Linked DNA regions of Sus scrofa: region 2 is linked to region 1. A link is a contact called in public Hi-C data. All regions are on one chromosome and are shown on one strand. The core of a region is the stretch at or near the end of the contact, and the rest is flanking DNA. Distances in the headings are between cores, read along the strand shown.

What was found. Hi-C and Micro-C count contacts between places; a contact is called where the count stands out from the background.
Region 2: a contact with region 1 is called in a Hi-C map of liver, with 4 times the contacts expected there. The contact joins the promoter of VTI1B here to the promoter of ATP6V1D in region 1. A contact is called at or near these places in 2 of 47 Hi-C or Micro-C datasets (heart right ventricle and liver) and 1 of 2 datasets of contacts at active chromatin or transcription factors (alveolar macrophages).

What each region holds. Positions count from the first base shown.
Region 1 is chr7:91,083,591-91,086,410 of Sscrofa11.1, forward strand. ATP6V1D (V-type proton ATPase subunit D) reads right to left here and starts at 1,318. Exons shown (of 9, transcript XM_001928314.6): 1 at 1,064-1,318. The coding sequence starts at 1,104. It overlaps EIF2S1 (eukaryotic translation initiation factor 2 subunit 1), which reads left to right and starts at 1,435. Exons shown (of 8, transcript XM_001928339.4): 1 at 1,435-1,848.
Region 2 is chr7:91,412,205-91,414,904 of Sscrofa11.1, forward strand. It overlaps VTI1B (vesicle transport through interaction with t-SNAREs 1B), which reads right to left and starts at 1,276. Exons shown (of 6, transcript NM_214437.1): 1 at 1,154-1,276. The coding sequence starts at 1,268.

The sequences.
Region 1 (2,820 bases), core at 68-2,567:
TCTGAGAAAAAATTCAGAATGAAGAAAAACAAAAGGTCCCCCAAAGAGAGGACCACAGTCAAAACATCTCTCAGAACCAAAACTGACTTTCTGCTCCTTAGAGAAAGAAAAAAAAAAAAAAAAAAAGAAGAAGAAGGGGAGGAGAAAGGGGAGAAGACGACAAATAAGAACAATTATTACTTTCCACATGTTCTTAGGCACATTTAAGAAAATTTCAAAATTTTCTTTACAGACTGGCCAAACACCTAGAGTGCTATGCTATTTCTCCAGCCAAAGAATTCAGGCAATGAAGCCCACGACTGACCAAATTCCAAAATATGGGTTCATTCAGGCACCATTTTTTTAATGGACTTTCTATGGATTAATAAAAGAGATCTCATCCTGGAGAGGGCTTGTAGTTCAGTGGTAAATACACATAAAACAATATCCACTTTACAACGTGATGGGTGATATTAACACAGGCCTGAATGAGATGCAATGGTGACAGAGCAAAAGGAGTGCCTTAGAAATTCTGGGATAGCTTCCCACCTCAGGCGACAAACATTTCAAGGGAAAAGGAGCAAGGGGATCCACTATCGAACCTAACGTCCACGTTACGGTGATTGGATTCAACCCCCAATTTGGCTTAGAAGCCTGCTTCCCATCGTAGTAAACTTCCTTTTTCAAAGCATTATCGGCAAACCTCCTCGGCTTGTCTGTCTTTAGCTCTCTTAAGGCACAAGTGACGAAAACTCATAGGTACGTAAGGATAGTGCCCGGCTCAATAAAGGAATGTGGGGTGAAAAGCTCAATTAATGAGTAAAGTCAATGAGCCTTCATAAAATCCAGCAGGCCGGGCGCCTGTTCCACCGGCTGGGCTCGTTCTGCCCAGTCCGGTTCAAACAGAGGAATGTGTGCGGGCCCGCCAAAGAGCTTCGCCCTGGACTCACGAAGTGTCTGAGGAGAGCTCAGAGTCGGCCAAGGAAACAAGGTGCCTCGCTGCTGGTCCAGGGTGTGAACGGACAGCGGCTCCGGGCCGGTGTTCCTGAACCCGTAAGTGTGTTCGTTCCATTCTTTTACTTACATTCGCGAGGGAAAGATTTCAATTCGGTCTTTGCCCGACATTCTGACGGCGACCGTGCGGCTCCGGTCCCAGGCCAGGCAAGTGCTGCAGCCACAGAGTCCTTCTCTACCGGAGTCAGCTGGTTGTGTCACGTGACGCCCTTCGCGTTGCTAAGAGGCAGCCGGAGTGTCTCTTCTTCACTTCCGCTTTCTCTTGGCACAGGAGTGCAGGAAGGCCGGGACAGGAAGAAGGCGATGCCCGGATGTTGAGGCGCGCGCACCCCGGAACCGCCCCTCGATTCCGGTACGCTGCCGAGCCCCTCCCCCTCCAGCTCCCAGGCGGCTGCGCAAGGCTCTACACCCAAGAGACGAAAGACCGAGAGAGAAGAGTACACCCCTTCTCCTCCTCCACATTCACCTCTGGTCACAGCGCCACCTCATGGTTGACTGACAGTATCGTAGAGAATTTATTCTTTAGGGACAAGGAATCCGAGTCTTACTTCTTATCTGCGCCTTGAAAGTCACTTAGCGAAAACTAAAGATGGCGAGAAAATGTACTTTTCAAGTCCTCCTAAGGCCCACAGACCTCTTTGTTCGCGGAGGACCTAGACTCTATGGTAGGTGATGAAGAGCGGTCTGTAGTCTGTCGGCGCTTGCGTGCTGCGAGGTGGTTCCGCATGCGCGGTAGGGTTGAGAGAAGCGCACGCTGAAGAGAGTCGGCGGCTGCTGCGGGTGGATCAAGTCAGTTCTCTCTGATTGAAGAGCGCGGCGCGGGGCCCCAGTGCGGGATCCATATACATACCTCAGGTGACTAGTCTCCCCGATCAGTTTCTCGAAGAATTTACTTTGGTTGTGTCCAATGGCATGGGTGTTCGGTAGAGGGTAGGCCCTGGGTTAACACCTCCTTTTCCCGTCCCTGAGCGGGAAGTGCCTGGACGCGACTGCGGTCGCCACCGGCCGGGTGTCGGTCTCTCCGAGCGGTGGTGTCAAGGTACGAACGAAGGAATCTCGTGAAGGGAAGTGGGCCCAGTGATTGTACAGCGTCTTCAATATACATAAAACAGGGGTGCCTTGAGGTGGGGCCGTCTCGGGAGAACGCTATGACACCCCCGCCCCACGACGCTGAGCATTTTGCTCTCTCCGGGCCTGAGAATTCCATCTTTTTCGTCCGCCCCAGCAAATACTACCTCTCAGTGGAAACCAGACCGGCCGCTTCAAGGAACCGGTGGTTTGGGCCATGATGTTGACAGAGTTGGGTTTAAAAGTATCCAAGAATAATTTGTTCCTCTGATAACTTATATTTAAAAATTGAAGCTCCTATCACTTTATCGCTCGGTGCATTTCTGTAGACTGAGTCACCCCTTCAGTTGAAACTAAAAGATACTGTTGAAGAGTTTATATATAACTCTTAGTATCGGTTTACCGTGTTTCAGCATCGATGAAAGTAAACTTGTAGAATTACACGCTGTGATCTTTCGGTTAAGCATAACTAAAAAAACATAAAGATAAGGGAATTTTATTACCCCCCCAAACTTAGACTACTTTAAGTTTTATTTAACAAGAAACATTGTTTCGTGGAGGAAAGGTTTAGCAAGAAGTCTTGGTTTTTCTCCCGTTTGATGTTATTATTCAAGGGAAAAAATCTTGTAACTCTGTGTCTTTCAGCAGTTTGGAATTATGTAGAGCTTTACTGTCTGTTCTCAGTTCATCTGATGCCAAATAACAAGTCACTGATCCTCAAAAGATCTCAAAAAGATGCATAGTAATAATGCTTGTAGA
Region 2 (2,700 bases), core at 26-2,525, 330 kb after region 1:
AGCCCCCTCCCTATTTCTTTGCCCTGTTTTATTTTCTCACATTGCTTTAACACCACCTCTTTTTTTTGTCTTTTTGCCATTTCTTGGGCTGCTCGCACAGCATATGGAGGTTCCCAGGCTAGGGGTTGAATCGGAGCTGTAGCCACTCACCTACGCCAGAGCCACAGCAATGCGGGATCCCAGCCGAGTCTGCGACCTACACCACACCTTACAGCAACGCCAGATCAACCCACTGAGCAAGGTCAAGGATCGAACCCGCAACCCCATGGTTCCTAGTTGGATTCGTTAACCACTGAGCCATGACGGGAACTCCGCACCACCTCTTGATATTTATATTATCATCAACCTATAGAAGAGACTTTAAGCGTTTTCACTGTAGTTTGTAATATTACCAGCATCTAGGACAGTGCCTAGCACACAGCAGACTCCTCCAATAAATATGTTAAACAAAGATATAATTCTCACCAGTGTGTCAATTCATATGACCTTGAGGAACTCACAGAGCAAACACTCAAGCTTTGACACTTAAGTAAAAACAACAAAAATCTTACCTGCTTTGCCATGGAGAGCTATTTGTCTTAGGACAAAAAACTATGGCAAACTTCCCTATGTGAATTCGAACTCTTTATTTCCTCCAAGCAAAACCTGCAGCAATCCGAACTTTAAAATCAAGGAGCAAGAAACAGTCTAGGCGGAGTTCAGAGGACGACCATACCTAATGATCACAATCCTGATTTTAAAGAACCCCCCCTCCAAGACTGGTTACTTACCAACCCCCAGAGTTATGACTCCTTTGGGTTCTGAACTTTTTTTGTGCTACGGCTCTTCTGCCAGTCTGGGTCTCTTTTGAAAATAGTTTTGGATATATAAAACAAAAATACAGAAAGCTACAAAAGAAACCCATTCTACTGAAACACAGCATCTCAGATTTAAGGTCTGTACTCTTCTTGCCACGCTGAAGACGAAACGAGAAAAATCTGAACGCTATAGGATCAAAAGGGAACACCTGGCAGTAGGGAGCTCCCGGGTGCCTGGACCCAGCCAACCTTAGGGGGCGTGTCTGAGAATGAGAAGCGAGAGAAGAGGGTGGGGGCCCTTCCTCGCAGAGCTGGCGGAGCCGGGTTCCCCTAGGCTCAGCCCGCCCCCGCCTTACCTGTCCCTGCTATCCCCAGGAGCCGCTCCGGCACCCCTCGTAGGTCTTCATGGAGGCCGCGGAAGATCTCGTGCAGTTTCTCGAAATGCTCCGAGGAGGCGGCGGAGGTGGCCATGGCGGAGGCCGCTCTACAACAGCGGCCGCCGAGACTCAGGGCTCGGGGCCCACTTCTACGCCACCGTCAGCCGCCCAGCCCCGCAGGCATCACGGCGACCGCCGCCACCACCTCCCAGGACGAGGCGCTTCCGGCGCCGCGGCGGGGTCCTGCCGAACCGGAACGCCCACCCCCTGCATGGCGTCACTGACGGCGCGCCAGGCGCCAAAGCCTGACGGAAAGTTTGGCAGCGTGCGCTGCCCGGGCGACTCCTGCGGGGGTGGCAGCGATCTGACGCTAGCCGGCAGTCTCGGAACCCGGGAAATACCCAGCTCGGCGTCGGGGAGAGCGCCACAGCGGAAGGGACTTTGGGGACCCGCAGGCCGGGCGGCACGGCCCCCTCCCTCTCGGGATCCGCCTTCCGTCGAGGGGCTGTAGTGCATGCTGGGGGCTGTAGTTCGGCGCGGAAAACGCCCCTACTCGGAAGTCACGCATCGTTGGGGGCGGTGGCCCTGTGGTCGCCGCGGCCGCGGACGTGACGCTAACATATCGGTAGCGCGTGGTCGTCGTCTTCACTCTGGTGGTAATGTTTGGCCACTCTGATTCAGTCCACATTATGACTGTTAGCTTTCAGTTTTCGGAAAATAGCTGGGTCAGGTTCCTGCCTGCTCTCAAGCAGTAAAGCACTTTGACTGGGAGTCAAGTGATCAGTCATATGCTTTCAGGAGTGGCCCTCGGGCAGGGTGGCCCCTAAAATACTCACCCTCTAGCCGCCGCAGCTGCGGTGCACTCGTTCACTTAGCCGGTGTTTGTCAATTTAAGGGTAGTCACTGTGGTGGGATCTGGGAAAGTGTTGGTGAATAAGTTTCTCTCTGCGCTTGGGTAATTTATAATGAAGGCAGACCTGGCTTTTATCAGCTCTCTCTCAAGTGTAATGTGTTAACAATTACAAGATCTTTTTCTGCACTTCGTGGGTTTTCGTGATTTAATGGAGGAAAATTCCTATTTTCACTGATGAGTTTGCCTATGGAGCCCATTCTGGAATACTTAAAACTGCCCGCACATGTTAAAAATATATGACTGACCAGGGGTAAATGATTTGGTAATTTTTATCTCCTGGACCCTAGTTTTTTATTAGACCGAATTCATTGATCATTGATTCAACAAATTTTTGTTGAGCTCCTAATATTGAACATAGAGATAGATAGCAAAGTCTGAGGTCATCAGTGGCAGTGTACTGTGGTAAGTCCCATAGCATTGTGTTATAAATAAAAGGGACAGGTACAAAAAGAAGTAACAAATAGCCTGGGATGGAAAAAGTGATCTTTTCTTCATGAAAGATTAGTAGAAAATGGGTGAATGACTAATCAAATTATCGCATAACCAGAGTTAATGGCATTTGAATTGAGACTGTACTGTACTAGACTCTGGGACAAATTATTCTCAGAATGAG